3 separate regions of the Rattus norvegicus genome follow, and all the other regions are linked to region 1. A link is a contact called in public Hi-C data. All regions are on one chromosome and are shown on one strand. The core of a region is the stretch at or near the end of the contact, and the rest is flanking DNA. Distances in the headings are between cores, read along the strand shown.

Evidence for each region. Hi-C and Micro-C count contacts between places; a contact is called where the count stands out from the background.
Region 2: a contact with region 1 is called in a Hi-C map of liver, with 5 times the contacts expected there. The contact joins the promoter of Aph1b here to the enhancer-like site in region 1. A contact is called at or near these places in 2 of 12 Hi-C or Micro-C datasets (kidney and liver).
Region 3: a contact with region 1 is called in a Hi-C map of liver, with 1.9 times the contacts expected there. The contact joins the promoter of Rab8b here to the enhancer-like site in region 1. A contact is called at or near these places in 5 of 12 Hi-C or Micro-C datasets (the A7r5 cell line, frontal cortex, hepatocytes and 2 more).

The regions. Positions count from the first base shown.
Region 1 is chr8:76,371,542-76,374,769 of GRCr8, forward strand. The region is part of intron 1 of Rab8b (RAB8B, member RAS oncogene family); the gene reads right to left. Among named protein-coding and RNA genes, the nearest start is that of Aph1b, 42 kb to the left of the region's middle. Within about 2 kb of position 1,435, at least 12 of the 93 cell types and tissues checked have an H3K27ac peak or open chromatin away from gene starts, as enhancers often do. A contact at or near this core is called in the A7r5 cell line and liver, where this site is marked.
Region 2 is chr8:76,329,910-76,333,137 of GRCr8, forward strand. Aph1b (aph-1 homolog B, gamma secretase subunit) reads right to left here and starts at 1,519. Exons shown (of 6, transcript NM_001047090.2): 1 at 1,270-1,519; 2 at 1-45. The coding sequence starts at 1,382.
Region 3 is chr8:76,415,933-76,419,160 of GRCr8, forward strand. It overlaps Rab8b (RAB8B, member RAS oncogene family), which reads right to left and starts at 1,616. Exons shown (of 8, transcript NM_153317.3): 1 at 1,472-1,616. The coding sequence starts at 1,595.

The DNA of each region.
Region 1 (3,228 bases), core at 185-2,684:
ATGCTGGGAATGGCATGGGCTTTTATAACTTCAATGCCTGCCCCCAGTGTCACATCATGGGCTCATGAGGCAATTCATCCCAATCCTTCCCAAACAGTTCTATCAACTGGGAACCATTCAAATATTTGTGCCTATTGAGAATGAAAGCTATTCTCATTCACATCACCGAAACCTGCATGAGTTTATATATACCACGTATGTGTAGGTGCCCACAGAGGCCAGAGGGCATCAGAATTATACATGGCTGTGAGCTGCCTGACACAAGTGCTGGAAACCAACCATGGGTCCTCTGCAAGGGCAGTACACGATTTTAACAACTGAGTCATATCACCAGTGCCCGAACTTTTAAATAACTTCTGTATTTTAGAATTCCAAAGGCCTTTAACCCATAACATTAAAATAGAATGACCTAATTAACCCTTAAAATGTTTTGGGGGAGATGAAGGGAAAGTAAACCAAATGATAACTACCTGTGTTAAGACACACAGAAATAGCAAATGAAGCTTAGTAATAGCTACAGCAAGGTAACATTTGCAGAAATACTCAGACATCACTGAGTATGCTAACCAATTAAGGAGGTAGCAGAACTTACCCAGGATTCAGTTTGCCATTTGCAAATGACTAAGCAATTGCAATCCGTGTGCTTTCAAACTGTGGTGAAGGGGCTAAAAAGATGGCTCAGTCAATAAAGTGCTTGTCCTGCAAACACAAGGTCTGAGTTCAAGCCTTGGAACCCCTGAAAAAAGCTGAGTGTGACAGTGCTTGCTTGTGATTCCAGTGATGGGGAAGCAAAGACAGGCAGATCCCTGCCTAGTCCCTATCAGCCAGCTCCAGGCCTTAAAGTCTATCTCAAGAAACAACGTGGACAGCTCCTGAGCAATGACAGCACAGTTGGCCTTTGGACTTCATACACATAAAACACTGGAGCAGTAGCTCAGAGCTTAATCCCAGTTCACAAGCACAAGGCAGAGAGAGCTAACCAGGAATGACCTTGTACCTGTGTGCGCACGCACACACACACACACACACACACCCCACACACAAAATGTGCCTTAAATGTCATTGTAGTTACACATATGTGCATAAGCTCACAAGTATGTGCATACACATACATACACACACATACAGACAAAAGAAATGTGCCTAGAAGTGACAACGAGTTTGATATTAAGAGAGGATTTTATAGATTCTCTGTGAACAGATATTTTCTGTCTTTAATCTCTGTTCACAAAGGGTCAAATATGAGAAAGATTCTTTCTGAAAACTTAAAGTTCAGAAGGTGCTGAGACTATCATTTTTCTCCCCGTGATAAATTCATGACCACCTCAAGAACTAAACTTCTCCAAAATGAAACCAGCTGCACGTCCTCGGCTCCATCTACTGCTGCCAAGAAAGCCGCTTCTGCAGCAGGAAAGCCCTGTAGTGTGAGTCACCAAACCCTTTAAACCTGAGCTGTCCAGTCTGTACTTGACAATCCCTTCGGGTTTTTACTTAGCAGTGAAGGAAAAACTGTAGTACCCAAAAAAATGATTTTAAAAACAAAGAGCAGTTTTCTCACATTACACATTATTGCTATGGGAAAAAAACAGATTGCCAAATCACTTAAGTTAATTCAGGGAAAAATGAAAACTGCATCACACACACACACACACACACACACACACACACACACACACACACACGCTGTGAGACATGGAGAAGAACAGATCTCTTGGATCTCCCCAGGCACTGGACATTATACTCTCCATTCACTTAGAAATGAGTAAAAGCTCAAAAGAAAGGTTAGAAAGTAACAGAACTAATCACAATATGACACAGCGTAAGAACCAAAACCAAAAAATAGCTGAGTTCCTTCTCAGACTAAATTCTTTAAACAGGAATTACAAAAGACATGTGTTATTCATGCCCTAGGGCTGAAACAACTTTAGCAATAATTTGATTATTTTCTAGGAAAATTCCCAGTCACTTTGTTTGGAAGAATTTCAGGTTATATAATGTAAAATGTAAATCTTATAATTCGCCTCATCCAATTAATACAAACCACCAAGGGGGGGGGGGGAGGCCTGCACCAATTACTGAAGGCAGAAGGCAGAGTCTCCTCGCCAGCTACCTTCTCTGCAGAAACCAGAGGTTGTGAAATCAACCTAAGGGCAACCCAGTGCTGGCTCTGAATCTAGTTAGCAAAGCCTCTGCTTCATCAAGCCAACGCCAGTGCTGCAGAAGCCCAGTCAGATCGAGCAGCTCTCTCACCCACTGCACCTCTGACAACAGGTGGGTAACTGGAACAAATGACCGATAACAACGTTAAAGCAAAAAGATAGTGTATGTGACAGTAAATAAGATAAAATTAGCAGGAATGGCACAAACAGAATGTTATTTTTCTAATAAGAAATGGAAAGCTACTACTGATTACATCATTCTGACTTGTGAGTGCAAATCCCTGGGATCCATGATTTAAAGCTCACAACAGTGAGAGTCATGTTTTGAATCGGAACTGTCTCTTGCAGGCTAATGCTCTCACCACTCAGCTCCAGGCTTGTAGGTGGTATCCTGAAAGGCTGTGGAGCCTTTAGAAGGTGGGACCTGGTTAGTGGAAATAGTTCAGTAGGAAGGTCATACTCACTTGGGGTCTCTGGTTGGCCTCAATGTGAGGCATAAAAGGCTCAGGATAGCAGTCATGCCTTTGCTGCCATGGTTGACTGAAACCCTCTGAAACCATGAGCCAAAATAAGTCATTCCTCCTTTAAGCTGTCGAGTATCTGGTTGCAAATATGTAAAAGTAATTAACACACTTTATAACCTCCACGTGCCCAATGATGGCTACCTATGTAAGTAGTCAATCTCCACCTTAAGATAAATAACACATTTTTCTAACTTTACAAGCATTAAAGGATTTTGTAAAAATTTCTTCCCTGGTTCATTCTTTGAAGAAAAAAGAGGAGGAGGAGGAAAAAAAGGAGAAGGAGAAGGAAGAGGAGGAAAAAGAAAAACAAAAGAGTTTATAATAAAGCAGCTAGCTTGATAAATCTAAAAATCTCTAATCTAAGTTGCAGACCTAGAGGTCCCGTCTGGTCTGACCCAGTGATGGAGATGAACACGCATTTTCTTTCCCTTCTTTTGTTCACCCAGCTATTTGCCTAAAGCTTTAAGAACACAGAGAATGAGGAACAACTATATTTAAAGTATAGAATGTGGGCGTTGTCGACACATGCTACAGCAGATTTTGCA
Region 2 (3,228 bases), core at 269-2,768, 42 kb before region 1:
CAGAAAACAGACGAAAGCAGCAGAGACACCAACCAGAAGAAGGCACTGGAACACATAAGAAAAAAAGAAGATCACAAGTTAGCAATGCACAGAAAACAAATACCTTGTTTTTTTTTTTTTTAAGTAGGAAAGAAGTCCTTGAAGTGGTGTTCTGGATCAGAATTTGCTTATCAATGGTTCATTTTTCTCCTAGCAAGAAAAATAGTCCAAGAGGAAGGTCAGATGCATCCCACAAGACTGGTTCAGTGATCCTGTCGTGTGCACACTAGAACACTATCTGCCGAGGACTGGCAAAGAGGAAGTTGGTTATTGTCTATTTTTCCTAAGCGATGCTTTGCCTCATTGGTGTGCCATAGAAATATACAAGCAGTGGCCGTTATGATTTTCACATCCTCAATATTCACTAGAAAATATGAATTTAATGGCTTAAATGTCTGTAAAGATACGTATCTTTTCTGAAGGAAAACAAATACCTAGACCTATATTTACTGTGTGTACCATGGAAAATCCAGAAGTTGCAAACCCGTGCTTTGGTCCACTGCTTTCCAGGTCTGGTTCTTACAACCTTCCTGTGGACTTTAAGGACACAGCCTGCTTTGGGTTCAGCAAGTTTTGGGTTCAGCAAGTTTTGGGTTCAGCAGACTCTTGGTTTTTAATGGCAACAGCAAAGGAGCACTATTTAGTACAGGCAAAAAAAGACACTCAGAAAGGCTGGAGTCCCTGGCCTAGCTAGTGAGCTGGCTTGATACCAAGTCCTAGAAACTGTCTCAGCAGGTGCAAAGAGACCAAGACCACACACATTCACCAGCAGAGTTTGATGTTTACTAAGTTCGCAGAAGGACCTGCCCGGTCAGGTGTTGCAGCATTTTCTCAGGCTTCCACCGTTGGCTGCACCCCTACCATTACCCAGGGGCCTACAAGAAAAATCTGAGCCCAAACCCCTCACAGGCACTGAGTCCAAGAATGGGGGCTGAGGAGGTGGACAACTGATCCCCAGGCAGAGAGTGAGAACGACTCTTTGATGCCCGCTGAGCACTGGGTGAAATGAGAGATTCCTATGGAAAGACTAAAGCTCCATACACGAATGTATCTACTTATTCCCATCTTAGTCCACAGAAGCCAAGGGACACCTGCTCAGCCTGAGGGCCTCCCCCTCCTCTCAGCCTTTGGACGGTCCCACAAGCTGGAGCTACTGGGAGATGGGGATCCCGAGGTTGTGGGAACCCAGGTGGGGTAGGGAAACGCGGCGTCCAGGACGCTCAACCTCACCCGGCGATGAGGAAGATGACTCGCAAAGGGTCGGTGGCGATGGTGAAGAGGTAGAGAGCGAGCGCGGGCCCGAAGGCGATGAAGGCGCAACCGAAGAACACGGGCGCTGTCATGGTACCCGCAGAAGTCAGTCCCGGGTGGATCCAAGGTGCATGGGACGCTGTCTTAGCGGGATATGGGACCGGACACGCCTGCCAGGTGCTCCGAGCGCAATTAGAGAAGAGGGCGGAGCAGAGCCCAGGAGGCGGGGCCTCGAGATGCTCCGGGATTTTCCGAGCGGAGGGCGGGGCGTACGAGAGGCGGGGCCACAAGGCACTTTCCGGCCAATCAGAACCTGGGGGCGATGTAGGGCACAGCCTGGACGTGCTCTACTGCCTGTCAGAGCAGAGGGCCGGGCGGAGATCGTGAACAAGGACCTCGGGGTGCTCCAAGGCACGTCCGTGCAGGGGGCGGAGTGGAGTCCGGGAGGCGGGTCGCTGAGCTTCTTCCCAGCAAGGCAGGACTGGGAGAGGGACGGAGCTCGAAAAATAGAGCTTGTAGTGCTCAACTGTCAATTGTAGAGGGGTGTCCAGGCGGAGCTCGGGAGGTAGTTCCAGAAGGTGCTCCAGGCGCTGAAAGCGCGAATGGCGGTGCAGAGTTCGGAAAGCCGTTTCTTGAGGGGCTCAGAGCGCTGTCAGAACCTGTGCAGGGACATTGAGAAGCTTGGTATGCTGTCAGAGCAGCGGTTTCTCGAGGAGCTCCACGTGCTGTCAGAACCGGGGTGGGGTCCTCTAGGGGCTCTGTGTGCGTTCAGGGCAGGGGACAGGACCTCGAGGAGCTTCACAAGCGGTCAGAGCAGGGGCGCGGCCGGGAAGGGTTCAGTGTACTGGGGGCTTGAGGAGCTGGGCAGACCATCAGAGCTCTCCGGGTGCTAAGAATGGGAAGGGTTCCTTCTAGGTTTCTTCTCTAGGTTTCTTGGAGCAATGAAAGTCGGCGGGCACCTAGACCTCTGAGAGGCAATGAGCTACACCAAGTCTCAGACCTGCCAGCGCTGCAGATCCTTATTCCAAAATGTGGCCCACTGAAGACTTGAAGATGTGCCCCAGCACTCTTGCCCATGGGTATACATTGTTATTGGTGCTGGGCAACTGTGAGGTGGTCAAGCGAGATCACCAGCCCACTTTTGTGCTGAAGGTCAACTGAAGTAAACAGGACAGGGTCACGGTTCCTTTTAAAGTAAGTATTTTTCCTAGGTGCACAGTTGCATGAATGTGCTTGCTCCCAACCTATGTAAAAATCCAGACTGGGTTGATATGACCCAGGTGATGGAACCATTCCCTATGGCAAAGGAATGAAATACTGATTAATTGTTCTGACAAACTGATTTCCTTGCCACTAACCCCTTATCTTCAAAAAATTAAGTTTTTTTAAAAGGCATTCTCTAACCATATCTGAATTTGAATTTCAAGACAAACAGACACTGCTCTGTTAAAGATTCTACAAGGTTGATACTGACTAATTACAACTTCATGTTTGTAGAGAGTTGAAATGTTGTAGATACAGAGCCAAATTATCTTGGGCTTTCTAGCCTCTTTGATAACTGTTCATTACCATCTCTGCATCTGCCCTCATGCCCTTGTGACTATCACATGAGGTTTTTCTTCATACTAACTACTAGCCTCCACCAACCCAAAAGCTAAGAATCTCATCAGATTGCAGCGTCAGAGACTGTGGCAGAGATTTCCCTGCTATTTGAGAGATTTACCTGATATTTCCAATAATGCATCAGAAAAGGGCCTTGATTTATTACTTTCTTTTGTTTTGTAACCATAAGAACTTCATGTACTCATTTCCATGTTGGAACACAGAGTTTGGGGCAACCCAAATATTGTGTTCCCAGCCAAGATCATTCAAATTTGGCTGCAGAATAAACAGTTTTGAAATGAATGCTGTGCTTTGCTTGGACATCCTCATAGCAAG
Region 3 (3,228 bases), core at 366-2,865, 45 kb after region 1:
CTAGTATTAGAAGCCAGAAAGATTACCTAGACAATCAAAAAGCTGATGAATGGGGCACCTGACTGAAGCTATTTAAACAAAGGAAATAATGTTAAGGTCATCATTCTCCTGAAAGTTTAAAATCAGTTTTGACGTCCTTTTCAGTTTACAACTTAAAGATCCTGTTTACCTGCACACAATGTCTTACTACAGATATAAAAAGGAAAGCTCGGGGCTGGGGATTTAGCTCAGTGGTAGAGCGCTTACCTAGGAAGTGCAAGGCCCTGGGTTCGGTCCCCAGCTCCGAAAAAAAGAACCAAAAAAAAAAAAAAAAAAAAAAAAAAAAAAAAAAGGAAAGCTCACAGTGAAGAGTGGAATTTTTTTTTCTTGAATCAATTAGAAGTTATTGGGAAATATACAGGATGTTATGATTCACCTACAAAGTAATCAGAATCGAAAGAAACTACACAGGGAGGCAGGCGGAATTTATAGTCAATCATTTGGCTTGGACGTTACTAACTACACAAGCTCAAGAATTTTGAAAGTTAAGAAACTTACTGCTGCTTCCCAAGATACGGAGTAAAACGGTGAACAATATACATCATCCCCCAAAGTCCCCAGCCCCTTTAATTCCTCTTAACTCTCAAAAGATTTTAACACTCCGTAGACATTATTCCATCATTAGTCACTTTTAAAATCTTCTTGATTCAAAGATGTCAAGAGAAAATGGAAACCGGTGTTCCCAGTTTCTAGGGAAAGCCCTGAGCCCCGCGTTTTCCATTTCCTCTCAGATCTCTCAACCCCTGCACTACATCCGCTGCTTCCCCTTCTCCTTTCTAGTTAGCACTCAGCTCTCCTTCACTTTCTCCATCAAGTAGACTCATGTCGCCCTCGGGTCCTCCTGAGCCCTTCTCCCACCAACAATTTTCTTCTGCATTTTCTCTTGGCATCTCTGTTCACACCTTTATAGACAATGCCGCTTCATCTCTTGCCTCCTGACCATTCATTCATTCCCTTCAATTCCCTGCTGACCGCCTCCTAGTCTCACTTCTCTTGTCCCTAGTGTCCTCTGTCCCTTTACTTCATTTGAAGCCCCTCGTAAGTCCTCAACCCTTCATTTCCCTCTTCACATTTCCTTCCTCTTTCCTGTCTTTCTAATCCGCGTTCGTATCCACTCTCCCCTCCTTCTCTCTTTCCATACTATTTCCTGTGTTCCCCCGACTCTGTCCCTCTGGGACGCCTCCGTCGCCGCCCCGGAGCCCCCTCGTGTCCCCAATACCCCTGGTTTCCAATTGCTCCGGTTCCCTTTCGTCCATCCGCAGTTCCGCGTCCCCACCCGTACCTCTCAGCCTCACCGGCTCGCCCTGCCTTCTCGACCGCCCCTCGGGGTCCCCTTCTCCGGGAGCCAAGCCCTCGCGTGCCCTCTCCCAGGCCCCCAGGCACCCGCCCCCTGCGTCTCAGTTCCCGTCCCGGGCCGCGACCGCTCCCTCACCGATGGTGGAGATAAAGGTGGTGTTGAAGGCGTCCTCTGAGAAGCGGAACAGGAGGCAGGTCTTGCCAACGCCGGAGTCGCCGATGAGCAGCAGCTTGAACAGATAATCGTACGTCTTCGCCATCTTCTCGCTCCGGCCCTCTCTGACCGCCCAGAGCAAGGAGGCGGTGGAAAGCGGCACGGAGGGGGCCTCTGGCGAGGGGGCGTGTCCGCCAAGCCACCCGCTCCCCGCCCCGCCTCTCGCCCCGCCCCTTTTGGGGGCGACAGGCTCGCCCCTCCCCATTCCAGCCAATCTGCCCGCGCCTTGTCATCACCCTCCGCGGCGCGCGGCTTTATGGGATTTGTAGTACGCTGGGAGAGCCGCGGGCGTGCCTGGCCCGAACTGTCCGAACAACCCCCACTGGATTACAAATCTGAGTGGTGTGGAATGGTGCGATAGGAGTTTCCACCCTTACAGGGGAAAGACGCTTCATTTCAAACTCTTGCCACGGAAACTTGACTTTGCTGTTTCTTTGTTTGTGGACATCTTTCAAATCCAAGACCTTGGAATCTAAGTCCCGCCGTTCGCTCTTCTGTCTACCCGCCTGAGCCCGGAGCAAGCAAGCTTTCTTTAGAGATGCAATGGTTCACGGAGTCTGCGGATTATCTGCAAAGTATTACCCAGCTTCTCCAGTTCCTGCCCATTTCCTAGGCTCCCTCCCACAGCCCTTCAATCATAAAGCTCAAGGAGTGATATTAGCGGGCTAATTTCATTCTCACTCATGCCTTCTGAACTACAGGCCACAGCCAAGGGCGATGATCGTGTTTGAGGCTCTGCTTCATAGATAGCGCCCGCAAGAGAATGTATTCTTTAATAAAAAAAAAAAAAAAAAAAAAAAAAAAAAACAAAAAAAAAACGAGAAAGAGAATGTGGAAGGCTTGTACTATGTACAGCTATTACAGCTTATAAAATAGCGTCACCTGAGATGGGAACTTTGGCCATAGAGATGTAAAGATTTAGATTTGGATTTAGTCTTAGCTAAGCCACTTCACAGCTGTGTGAAGTCTCACAGGCTTGACACATCTAGTTTTCTCATCTGTAAAACGAATGTAAAATAAACTACTTCATAGGTTGTAGTGAAAATTAAATACTGAGTGTGAAAGCACTTTGAAACTCCTAAGGTGCTGTGAAGTGTAGGTGTTAGTTGTGTTTAAATTTATCGCTCCTCGGGAGGCTTTCAATTAATGGGTGGCAAAAGGAGGGGAGAAAATAGCACTTTGATGTATTCAATTCAGGCCTTCATTATTTATTACCCTAGACTAATTCTTTATTGTTCAATGCTCTTTTATCTGGAAGTGGCAGAAACCCAGTCAGATCAAGGTGAGAGAAGGGTTTACTGTCCAGATCATGTGGAAGGAGTGGCTAAAGGAAGGAGTGGCTAAAGGAAGGAGTGGCTAAAGGAAGGAGTGGCTAAAGGCACCAGGAGCTTTACCTTATCAGAAGGTCAGAAGGCTGTCTCATCTCTGCTTCACTTTCAATTTTAATTTAAAATATGTTAAGAAGTACCAACAGCCCCAACACACACACACACACACTCACACACACACACACACACACACACACACACGCACGCACGCACGCACGCACGCACGCACGAACCAACAAAAGTTCTTTGGACTCCTCAATTTTTAAGAGGATTACAGGGGCCCTGCTTGACACCAAACTATCTGAGAACCTCCTAGGACAGAACTTACCTTAGAAACAAGGAAACTCCTTC